Regions from separate parts of the Mus musculus genome. Here region 2 is linked to region 1. A link is a contact called in public Hi-C data. All regions are on one chromosome and are shown on one strand. Each heading gives the region's core, a stretch centred on a gene start, on an enhancer-like site or on the middle of the called end of the contact. The rest is flanking DNA. Distances are from core to core; before and after follow the strand shown.

Region 1 (6,288 bases), core at 1,227-3,726:
ACACACATACTCACACACACACTCACACACACACACTCACACACACACTCACACACACACTCACACACACACATACTCACACACACACTCACACACACACTCACACACACACTCACACACACATACACACACTCACTCACACACACTCACACACACACATACACACACTCACACACACACACATACACACATACACACTCAAAACAAAAAACAAGGGGCTGGAGAGATGGTTCAGTGCATATGAGCACTAACTGCTCTTCAGAGGACTTGGGGTCAATTCCCAGCACCCACATGGCAGCACAATAACCCAGTTTCAAGGGGATCTGATGCCCTCTTCTGGACTCTACAGGAACTGTACCAGTGTGGTACACAGATGTCTATGCAGGCAAAATACACACACACATAAAATAAAATTTAAAACATCTCAAAAAGCCGGGCAGTGGTGGCAGACGCCTTTAATCCCAGCACTTGGGAGGCAGAGGCAGGTGGATTTCTGAGTTCGAGGCCAGCCTGGTCTACAGAGTGAGTTCCAGGACAGCCAGGGCTACACAGAGAAACCCTGTCTCGAAAAACCAAAAAAGAAAAAAAAAATCTCAAAAAATAAACAAACAAAAACCCCAAGTAACATCAAAAACCAACAGCCAAGAAGCTGGGAGGTTGGCTCAGCAGTCAAGGGCACAGTTGCTTTTGCAGAGGATCTGAGTTCTTTGAGTAATCATGTCTAGATGTTCACAACCAACTGTAAATCCAGATCCAGGTCCTTCGACAGCCTCCCCTGGCCTCTGTGGGCACCTGTATGCACATACATGTGCACACGATCTTGAGAGCACACACACACACACACACACACACACATGCACACACCCACACCCCAAATCCTTTAAAACAAAAAACAATTAAGTTTCAGTCAACCATAAGCAGCTTAATTGATTGACTCCAGGCCTCAATTAGCAGTCAGCAATGGTTGCTCCTAGGTTCTGACAGCCAGTTTGGGGAGCTGTCAATGGGATCTGGTCTGGGCCACTTCTGACTCCAGTGTTGCTCAGTTTGGTGCTTAAACAAACTGTGAAATTGAATTGGTCTAAACGTTTTCCTATAACATCTGTTACTGCTCAGGGAAGCAGGGGTCCTCCCTGTTTTGTTCCTTAGTCAGTGACTTCTGTCTTGTGCAGAGCTCTGTGCTGAGCATGAAGCAGACAGCTTAGTGACTATCAATCAATAAAGAGAATTTCAGCTAAATATCAGTGAGTTTTCGGTTGAGTTCTCTATTTCTGAAATTCTGATTTTGAAATTTGAGTTAATAAGTTAGAACACTCACTGGATTACAGGTTTTTCGTTCGTTTGTTTGTTTGTTTTTGTTTTTTGTTTTGGTTTTGGGTTTTTTGTTTGTTTGTTTCTTTTTCTGACTTTTCTCCTTACTGCTCTGTGTGGGTGCATGGTTGCATGTGTGTGTATGGTTGCATGTGTGTGCATGATTGCGTGTGTGCATGGTTGTGTGTGTGCATAGTTGTGTGTAAATGGTTGTGTGTGTGCATGGTTGCATGTGTGTATGATTGTATGTGTGCATGGTTGTGTGTGGGGGGTTGTGTGGGTGTGGGTGCACTTGTGAACATGTGGAGATAAAGGAAAACCATGGGTGTCATTCCTCTTTTTGTTTGAGAATGGCTTTCTCTTTGGTTTGGAAATTGGTCAAGTGTGTTAGACTGAACGGTGAGTGAGCTTCCAGGAGTCTGTCTGTCTCCACCTCCCATCTTACCATTGTTGGGATTTCAGGTGCACATCACCACTCCTGGCTTTTTGTGGGGGTTCTGGGGATCTGAACTCTGGTTCTCATGCTTGCAAGGTAAGCACTTGACTGACTGAACTAACACACACTCTCTCTCTCTCTCTCTCTCTCTCTCTCTCTCTCTCTCTCTCTCTCTCAGGTTTTGTTATGTGCTATACCCGAGTTGGACTTGTACTTGCGACCCTCCTGTATCAATTTCGTGAGTACTGGGAGGTAGGCATGTGTCCCACACCACACCTCCCAGTTTCCTGTTTTTTTTTTCTTTTCTTAAGATGCTGGATTAGAAGCCTGGTCTTGTTGGCTCACTCATGCCAAGAAAGCGCCCCACTGTTATGTTCCATCTCAGCCTCCTTCCTTCAGATCTCAGTCACTCACTACAACAAAAACAGCCCACACAGGAAACCTGCAGTTTGCCAGTACAGGGGAACAATGTGGAACAAGCTAAGATTTTAAAGGTAATTCTGAAAGGCACAGGGCTGGGGCAGCCTTAGCTACACAGCTCCCGGAGGTCAGGAGACGGAAATGTTCCCAGCCTCTGGCTGCCCCGTTGTGGCTTTCTCCCCCCACATCCTCCCCAGCTCTCTGGCAGGTGCCAGTGTGCCCTGACCTGTAAGGGCAAGATGCTCTCTCCACCTCATTCTCAGTGCTACAGCCCTGGTAGACGTTGTTGTGAGTTACTGCATACCTAAGCCACATAGTGACAACTCAGTCAACGACAGCCAGACTGCACACGTGATGGTTCAAAGAACCTGGCCATGAGATAAACACTGCGAGTGAAGCCTTCGAGGGTGTATACTTCTGCCATAGGAAACATTCATAAGGTTATAAACAAACCTCACCTTTGCCAGGGATAGAGATCAGGGTGCTGGTGAGGGCCAGGCTTGCATCATCTCCCAGAGTGAAATTCACACAGTAGGTGCCAGACCCATTGAAGGCTCTTCTCACAGACAGCAGGCACAGCCCATCCACAGCCACAGGGCTGCAGACCCGGTTCTGGGCGATCTGGCAGGTGGGGTCGGAGATGATCGTACAGGCTTCCATGGGGGTGCTGTGACATGAGACAGGGGTGAGGGCACATAGATCACAGGAGGGAGAAAAGAATGCAAAGTTGGAGGGGAGGTGATATTTTTGAAACAGGGTTTCACACTGTTGGCCTGGCACTGGTGATCTTCCTGCCTCAGCTTCTTGAGTGCTAGGATTATAGACACAGGACACTATGCAATAACAATTTTAAGCAGGGCTTTTACTTTTCTTTCATTTCCTCTCTCTCTGCATTTCCTTTCTTTTTTTCTTTTTCTTTTTTAAAGACAGGGACTCATATAGTTAGGTCGGCTTCAAACTTACCATGTAGTTAAAGATGGCCTTAAGTCCCTGACTGTCCAGCCTCCACCTTTAGGTACTGTGATTACAGGCATGCAGTCCATGCCTGCTTTATGTAGTGATGGGGATCCAACCCAGGGCTTCTCATATGCTAGGATGCCCTCTACCATGCCCACCCCCCATTTATTTATTTTATTATTTATTTATTTATTGAGAGAAAGGCTCACTATACAGCCGTGGTCTCCTGCCTTACTTAGCCCCTCATGACGACTGGGATTAGAGACAAGCACCTGTCTCCTATACACAGCTCATCTGAGGTTTCTAATACTTAGGCGTCTAAATCCTCTTCAGAAGGATTTAGTGGTCAGCCCTTTATTCAGACCTCACTTAGCCTTCCTCTGTCACGAGCCTGTACTTACGCCCCTTTGCAGGTCACAGTGAAGTCCATCAGGGAGTTGGCAGGCTGCGGTGTGGGCATGGGGACATCTGCTATCTGCATGATGCTGACTTCCAGGATCCCCTCTAGCAAAACAGCCACCAGAGAGAAGTGTCAACATGCCACAGAAACCAGAGGAAACCATTCTGCCATAGACTGTTCGCTGGGCTGAAATCCTAACTAAGTTTCGTGTGAGGGGGTGAAACCTCTGTTGAGGATGTGGTCAGTGCCCTTATGGAGAGACCTCAGGGAGCCACCTTGTCTCTTCTGCCATGTGAGGACGAGCAAGGGGGTGGCCTTTCACAAACCGGGAAGTGCTCCTTTTCAGACACCAGACCTGACATTCATCCTCCAGGACAGCAATCCATGAACCCCAGCTGTAGGCCCCCGAGCCTTCAAACCCTGTTAGTTCTGTAACTTCTTAACTAACTATAGAATATCCCTTAACAAAGGAGAAGGAAAGAAAATAAGAGATACCTTCTTCCATCACCTTAGATAGGACAAGGACCCTCCTCCTTTGTCTCTGCCCTTCTAGCGTTAGCTAAGTGAATGGGTGCTTTGAAGATTCTGGCATCCCTCCCCCACTGGTCTTCAGCCTTACCTACAATTGTGATGGTGGCTCTGAAGTAGCCATATCTGTTTATTCGGCAGTTTTCATTGGAAATGTCACTCAGCTCCATGGATTTGTAACCAGTAGGCACTAGAAAGTTTAAGTCATAAAAGTTTAAAATAAACAGGGATGAAGAGTGCGATGGAGTTAACATACTATTACAAAAAAACAGAGACACTTGTCAATCGTTCTTTATTATTTTTGTTTTGGTGTTTGTTTTATCTTTTTTCCAGACAGGGGCTCATGTAGCCTAGGCTGGCTTAAACTTCAGCTTGGTTGTGGTTTTATAGGCCTGTAGTTGCACTTGGCTATTTGTTTGGTTTTTGAGCCAGGGCTTCAAGCTGCTGCTTACTGACTTACTGCAGTGCTGAGAATAGAACCCAGGCCTGCGCTCTGCTTCTCAGCCACATTCCTGGTGCCCCTGGCTTCTGAGTTTACCTGAACTGTATTCTGAAGCTACTTCCAGAACAGAGGGCACACACTTGCTTGTCAACTAATAATGTTCAATAATACAAGCTGGGCCAGTGAGATGGACCAGTGGGTAAAGAAGTTTGTTTTGTGAGCCTGGCAAGCCTGGTTTGCATGTAGAAGGAGAGAACCAATCCCCTATACCCACCCCCTCCCCCACACACATCATCACCCCCACCAATAATAATAATGATAAAATAAATTTTTATAAAAAATACAAGCCCATTTATATGGTCTACATAGCTGGATATGCTCACTAGTGGGGAAAAAAAATCCTTCTACAAATCATGCTTAGCCACCCAACAGCAATAGCTGTAACCCCAGCCCTGGGCTGGGTGGAGAGAGATCTCAGGTGGCTCCATGGCCATCCAGCTGAGCCAGAAAGCAAACTGCAGGTTCAGCAAGGGACCCTGTCTCAAAATGTGAGGTCAAAAGCTACAGTGGAGGACTCCTGGCATCAACCTCAGGTCTATACATACACCGACTGGTGTGGAGTGAGGTGACCCCCCCACACACACACACACCCCACAGACAGACATCTAAACACATACTCAAATAAATGGTTAAACATATAAAAAGCTATGGCTAACTTATGGAATCACTCCAGGCCCCATTGCTTAGCCCTCCCCACCTCCAGCTGTTTTAAGATGTTTTGAATTGATTACGGGTGAGTGAGCACCTTTGTATTTAAGACAGGAGTCCTCTTCGTAGAGCCGAATTGGCTTTTGTTTTACAGCTTGACTTAGGAAAAACAATAGCAGCAAATTAAAATACCTTTTGAAATTGGCTTCAGAAATATGTTTGACATATGGCATGACACAGCTTCTAAGAAAAACATCTGGTTTGATAAAAATGTGATTTCAAAAGCCCAAATTAAGTAAAATAACCAGCTTTTTTTTTTTTTTTAGATACTAAAGGCATCTATAATCTATTTAGAATTTCCAGCTGCTCTTTCTATTTATAAGGAAAATTATCTATTCTGGCAGATAAAGGAGTTGGTTCTTATAGATGTAGCTCGGTTGGAAGAGTACCTGCCCCATCATTTGAAAAGGACTGTGTTTGGTTCCCAAGTGTGGTGCTGTGGGCCTGTAATCCCAGCCATTAGAAGGTGAAGGCTAGAGGATCACCAGACGATAATAGTGAGTTTGAAGCTAGCCTGGGCTACATAAGAGGCTGGGGAAAGGGAAATGTAGGAGGAGGGAGGAGAGCGGGGAGGGAGGGGGTTTAGAGTGAGATGAAGCTGTATGTCTGGACTAGCCCAGTACTGCTACATTTGTAACTGGACTTGCGATCCCTTCGTTGCTCACCAACAAGCTTGTGGGTGTTTATCAGTACACCCTGTGACACTGTGCGACACCCGGTCAGGTGTGAGAGATTTCCATGCACAGTAACTGAAAGCTTTCTGTGGTTATTTAGCAAAGAGGGGCAAAGAACACAGCACATGATGTGAACCCATTTACATAACATCCAAAATGACAGACCACATAGGATGTTTGTAAATGCATAGAGAATGATCTGCGCAGAAACGTGGCCAGCAACGCCAGGTGCATAGAGAATGATCTGCGCAGAGACGTGGCCAGCAACGCCAGGATGAACTGGGGAAGAGAGAACATGGGGACTTTTCCTTCTATGCTAGGCTTCTCCCTGGTTAGTTCCAACTTTTAGTAA
Region 2 (6,288 bases), core at 1,521-4,020, 270 kb before region 1:
AAGGTGACACAGAGATATCTTAACATTTTCAGATGGCATCTTGGGGAAGAGAAGCAACAGCGGTAACAATTATAAAAATAGATCTTAAAAGAGAGAATAAAGCCGGGCGTGGTGGTGGCGCACGCCTTTAATTCCAGCACTCAGGAGGCAGAGGCAGGCGGATTTCTGAGTTCGAGGCCAGCCTGGTCTACAAAGTGAGCTCCAGGACAGCCAGGGCTATACAGAGAAACCCTGTCTCAAAAAACCAAAAAAAAAAAAAAAAAAAAGAGAGAGAGAGAGAGAATAAAGTACACTAAAGTACTCTTGCCTGATGGCACAGGGCTTTAATTCCAGCATGAGGCAGGCAGAAGCAGTTAGAGCTCAGTGAGTTGAAGACCAGTCTACACAGCGAGTTCCAGTCCAGCCAGAGCTATGGTGAGATAGGGGTGGGGGTAAAGTAAGGCTGGGATTGAAAACAGGAAGCACTATATCAAAAGAAGAGTGCTTTATCACTGTGCTGTAGAGAGTGTTTAATCTAAAACCACATTATGCAGCATCAGATATTTCGGTCACAGGCTGAGCTGCTCAGAGCCTTAGCCAATCATAGCTTGTGTCATATGGCCCTACACCTCTTTCCAGATGAACGGGCTAGCACAGGGCACCCCTGCCAGGGGCCTTCTACATAAAGAGACCAGAGAGAAAACAATGGCTGAAGCAGATGAATTTATGAAAAGGAAAAATGAAAACGGGTTAGAGAAGTGAGACCAGAAGCTAAGAGTGCACAGGCAAGAGGTACCCAGGACCACTAGGATGGAAGGAAAAGGAGCCGCAGCTCGCAGAGCCGATGCTGGTTGGTAGGGATCATGATTTCTGCAGCTTCCTAGCTCTTCCACGAGAATCCCTTTTTATCAGGGTGGAAGGAAAGAACTGTAAAACGTAAAGGGCAGGGAACAAGGACACGAATAAATGTGTAAGGGGATTTATAGTTTTCCGCTATAGTAAAATGGATGTTCCAAGATCCTTAGCATTGGAAGTCTGAGATAGACGAATCGATCTGTTCATTACTGTAGACACGGGGAAAGGAGAACTGCAGAGAAAGCAGAGCTAAGGTCATGCGGATGGTGGCAGAACAGGACAAGAACCAAGGCTGCGGTTCTCACCTTCTCCTCTACTGCACTCATAACACCAAGGAGAGACATTTTCTTCAAAATGAGTGTTTCTGCCGCACGTTTTAAGGTTAATCAGAAATGTTTGCATGCGTATGCCCCCTTCCACAATTATTAACTGCTACTGTTCTAGCAATCATTAGAAGGCTCCCCTTTCCCTAAAGATATCACACAGTCACATAAATCATCATGTCTCGACTCAAAATAGTACATACAGGGCATACACGTTAAATAAAAATGAAATTCAGTTAAAGTTTTATAAAGCTTTCCTTGAAAACCCAATGTCAATAACATTGAGAAAGCAAGGGTAAAAACAACTGACAGAACCTGAACACGTTGAAGTCGTTCCTGATCAGATTTACTGCATTCACTCAATGTGTCTCCAGACAAAAACTATAACCTGGGAACAGAAATCCTAAGTGGGTGTCAGGTGATGGTGGCGCACACCTTTAATCCCAGCACTAGGGAGGCGGAGGCAGGAGGATCTCTTGAGTTTGAGGCCAGCCTGGTCACGAATAAATGCGTAAGGGGATTTATAGTTTTCTGGTCTACTGAGTGAGTTCCAGGACAGCCAGGGCTACACAGAGAAATCCTGTCTAGAAAATGAGAGAAGGGGAGTGGGGAGGAGAGAAACGACTGAACCATTAGAAACAGTACAGAAAGTTGACATAGGGCAAAGCTGCAAAGGATCTGACGGACAAAGCCTTTAATCTCCTTTTAAGGGTTTCCTATGGGACCAGGCTAGGGAGGTGGGGGAGGTGAGTCCTTGTACAGTTATATACAGAGCTGATCCCCAGGAAAGCAGAGTCATCAATTTCCTTAGAACATTCTCAGCCATCTTAAAGGGGCGGAAATTAAGAAGCCAGCATATCTTAAGGAATTCTCTGCATGTAAGAAGTAAAAATATAAACTGAACACACAACCTAGTGATTAACCAAAAGTCCACACACTTCGAATCACATTCAAAACATCTTTTCATCAAATGAAAAACTCAAGGTGTAATAGCTTATTATCCATAAATCTAACAACTTAAAACTGTATGAGATCTCCATCTGCTGGATGAAACACATCGGCTTGGAGCCATTGCTTAGCCTGAATGAAGCAGCAGGCAGAGGGACGCCAGGGGTTCGAATCCTGGCTGCCTGGCCATTCAATTGCCACCGCCTGTACCTACAGCAGATAAAGTTCCTCCCCAGCCTCCCAGGAGAAGAGTTTGGCAGGTTTAATGGGCATTTCACGTCCTTCTCCTAACGAGAGAATTGAGCTGTCAAGAGTGGAGCACAAATGAGCGCGGCCGCAGAGACTGCCCATCCCCGCAGAGCACCGCGGAGCCCGGCCCGGCGGTCGAGGCTGTCAAAGTAGCAAAGCCGGGGCCGCAGGGACACCGCCTCCCGCCTCCCCAATCTCCTCCGTCTGACCTGGCCTGCTGGTTTCCTTTCAATCACGCGGGCCGCCGCCGCGGGGCTCACAAACTGGAAGTACAGCCACAGCCCGCCACGGGAGGGCGTTAGCGGCGCCGCAACAGCCTGCGGGCCAGGACGGAGGTAGGACCGAGAGCGCTCGGCACCCGGGGACGCTACTCCCGGTTTCCGCTCCGCCTCCCGGCCACCCTTCCCCCATTCTCCGGCCAGGGCCTACTGCGCGCGGCATTGTGGGGAATGTAGTCCCGCCTTGCGGAGAGACAGCACGTGCTGTTGGCCCAGGGGCTCAGGGCGACGCGGTTGCTTAGCAACTAAGAGGCGCAGCAGCTGCATTGCTACTAGAGAAAACTCAGCACCCTATTCGCCACTAGTGGTGAAGCATCCTACTATCTACCTTCCACTAGAAAAGAAACCCCTAATGCTGTTGTCTGACACTAGAGGGCATCCTAGTGTTGGAGAGTCCAATGTCCCCATGGTGCTCCTGAAGGTCCTCACTCAGGGAAATAGGATAAAAAAATAACTAAAAGGACTAAAGACTAATAGAAACAAACTATCCTTTTCTGAGGACTGGAGACCTAGCTCAAAAGTTCAGACAGTTTGCTGAGGGACCAGAAGACCAGAGTTCAATTACCAGCTCCCACATCAAGAGGTTCATAATCTCTTGGAACTCCAGCTCCAAGGGATCCCATCTGCTTCTGGCCTCTGCAGACCTCAGCACACTCACACACAATTACATGAATACAAATAAAGTGTTTTAAAGATATTCTTGTCACGGATGGTATAAATATGTATACACATGACAAATACAAAACAACTTGTAGACAAATTATTACAATTAATAAGAGTTTAACAAAGTTAATACATTTTTAAAAAATCAAGTACTTCGGGACTTGGTATGCAGCTTAGTGGTAGAACACTTGGCTAGCATGAATATGGCCCTGATTAAATGCTCAGCACACACAAAATTACACGTTAAAAAGTCAAATTGGGCTGGAAAGATGGCTGAGCCCTTGTGCTTAGAGAGCACTCGGGTTTAGTTTCCAGAATCCACATGGTGGCTCACAACCATCTGTCACCCCATTTCTGGATATCTGACAGTCTTCCTCTGGCCTCACCAGGAATACAGTTGGTACACTAAGGTATATGCAAGCAAAATACCAATACTCATAAAATTCTCTCTCCCTCTGTCTCTCTCTATCTGTGTGTGTATATGTCTCTGTGTGTGCCTCTCTCTGTGTGCCTCTCTGTGTGCATCTCTCTCTCTGTGTCTCTGTGTGTGTCTCTGTGTGTCTCTCTCTCTGTGTCTCTGTGTCTTTCTCTGTGTGTTTCTCTCTCTCTCTCTCTCTGTCGCTCTTTCACACATACATACACACACACACACACACACACACACACACACACACACACCAAACAAAACAGGAGGACCTGGAAATCAAATGCAGCCTGGGAAAGACAGTTTTAACAGCAACAAACAAAAGACAAGCCTTAAGAGTGGAATGAGACCCTTGAAATATATAAATCAAGAAAGGCCTTGTACTCAGAATGTACAAAGAATTTTAATCACAAGAAAAAGAATCAAGGGCAAAACAAAGTGTTCCATCTGTAGAACACCAGCACATGTAGGGGTTTATTAATACCTTGTATGAGGATAGTTTGATCCTCCACGTCACAGTAGAAGGAGGGGAGGAGAAGGAAAGGGGGATCCAACCAGGGCCCTAACTAAGGAGAAAAAAAACCCATGTAACCAATGCACAAAATGGGATAATCTGGACACAAATGTTCTGTGCTCTCTAATGCTGCTAGACATATATGACCCTCGAGGATCTACAATGTAGTTCGTCTGAATTAGGAGGTACTGTAACAGCAAGCCACCACATAGATGCTGAAAACTTGCTACATAAGAAAAAAATGTAGATATCAACCAGGGTTTTAATCTGTTGACTATTGTCTTAGTCGGGGTTTCTATTCCTGCATAAACATCAGGATCAAGAAGCAAGTTGGGGAGGAAAGGGTTTATTCATCTTACACTTCCACATTGCTGCTCATCACCAAAGGAATTCAGGACTGGAACTCAAGCAGGTCAGAAGGCAGGAGCTGATGGAAGGATGTCACTTTGCTTCCCCTGGCTTGCTCAGCCTGCTCTCTTAAAGAACCCAGGACTACCAGCCAAGGGATGGCACCACCCACAATGCGCCCCGCCCCCTGCGATCACTAATTGAGAAAATGTCTTATAGGTGGATCTCATAGAGGCATTTCTTCAAGGGAGGCTCCTTTCTCTGTGAAAACTCCAGCTTATGTCAACTTGATACACAAAACCAGCCAGTACAACTATAAATGTTAAATGTTTTATATATATTTAGCTAAGTAAATGCACTGATAGAATTTATCTTTGTGTGTGTGTATACCATGCAACAAAACCTTTACCAACGTTTTAAACAGAGGTTCAGCCAATACTGAAATTTATAATTTCTAAACTTAAGTCAGGGGCAAATGGCTATAGTGCACAGTAAAACCATGGATGCCTATAAGGTCTGCAAACTGAAGAAATAATAGCCACCGCTCAGGTGGAGGATAAGTTACAGAGTTGGCTCTCTAGATATTGTAGCCAGCAAGAGTATGGCCATCTTCCATCTGTTGCCTCTAGGGATGAGGCCCTGCTGGCCTAAGGGAGTGCTTTCCTTATCCTGGCTCTTGGGTCTTGGCCTTCACATTTTTTAAAGACGGAGTCTCTGTACAAAGCACTGACTGTCATAGAACCCACATAGGCTCCTGTCTTAGTCAGGGTTTCTATTCCTGCACAAACATCATGATCAAGAAGCAAGTTGGGGAGGAAAGGGTTTATTCGGCTTATACTTCCATGCTGCTGTTCATCACCAAAGGAAGTCAGGACTGGAACTCAAGAAGGTCAGGGAGCAGGAGCTGATGCAGAGGCCATGGAGGGATGTTCTTTACTGGCTTGCCTCACCTGGCTTGCTCAGCCTGCTCTCTTATAGAACCCAAGACTACCAGCCCAGAGATGCTCCCACCCACAAGGGGCCTTTCCCCCTTGGTCACTAATTGAGAAAATGCCTTACAGTTGGATCTCATGGAGGCATTTCCTCAACTGAAGCTCCTTTCTCTGTGATAACTCCAGCTGTGTCAAGTTGACACAAAACTAGCCAGTACAGCTCCTGAGAGCTGTGATTGTGAAAGACCCACAATGTAAGGACTCCCCCATGTTCTGACTCAGGAGAGGCAACACCCCACATCACTCATGAAAAACGGTCTTGATGCAAACTGAAAGAGGTTTATTTGGGAAAGACCAGTGCACTGGGGACGACTCGTATCCCAAGCAGGGATAGAGGAGTGGATGACAAGCTCAAGGGATAAGGGGTTTATAAAGTCAAAAACCGCAAACACCTGGCATTGGGCTATAGCATTTGGCAAGCTAGCAAGTTTGCATAACGGGTTTAAGGAACGGTTCCTGGAACAATGGGGCAAGTTCTACTCTCTGCCATTAGTGAGGTCTATTTTAGACACAGGTCTAGGGGCTTAAATAATTTCTCTCTCTCTCTCTCTCTCTCTCTCTCTCTCTCTCAGGATCTTTCTAGTAAATAGTTCTAATCTTAGAACTAGACACATGTATTTTCTAACACACATGGACCTACAATTAAAAGCAGAAGCAAAATCAAAAGGTGTCCCATAAGGGTAGACTGAATCTCTAACTTGGAAGCGATGTGGGG

What was found. A called contact is a pair of places that touch in the nucleus more often than the background predicts.
Region 2: a contact with region 1 is called in a Hi-C map of Th1 cells, with 4 times the contacts expected there. The contact joins the promoter of Ccdc126 here to the enhancer-like site in region 1. A contact is called at or near these places in 19 of 39 promoter capture datasets (the 3T3-L1 cell line, 3T3-L1-derived adipocytes, the C10 cell line and 11 more), 1 of 15 datasets of contacts at CTCF or cohesin (embryonic stem cells), 28 of 484 Hi-C or Micro-C datasets (the 63-12 cell line, the AML12 cell line, CD4 T cells and 21 more), 14 of 115 datasets of contacts at active chromatin or transcription factors (the 230-238 cell line, the SCID.adh cell line, astrocytes and 10 more) and 4 of 9 other capture datasets (adipose tissue, embryonic stem cells, liver and 1 more).

The regions. Positions count from the first base shown.
Region 1 is chr6:49,048,364-49,054,651 of GRCm38.p6, reverse strand. Gpnmb (glycoprotein (transmembrane) nmb) reads right to left here. Exons shown (of 11, transcript NM_053110.4): 7 at 4,144-4,242; 8 at 3,526-3,628; 9 at 2,626-2,834. Among named protein-coding and RNA genes, the nearest start is that of Gpnmb, 15 kb to the right of the region's middle. Within about 2 kb of position 2,476, at least 20 of the 459 cell types and tissues checked have an H3K27ac peak or open chromatin away from gene starts, as enhancers often do. A contact at or near this core is called in Th1 cells and Th2 cells, where this site is marked.
Region 2 is chr6:49,315,756-49,322,043 of GRCm38.p6, reverse strand. Ccdc126 (coiled-coil domain containing 126) reads right to left here and starts at 2,770. Exons shown (of 3, transcript NM_175098.6): 1 at 2,564-2,770.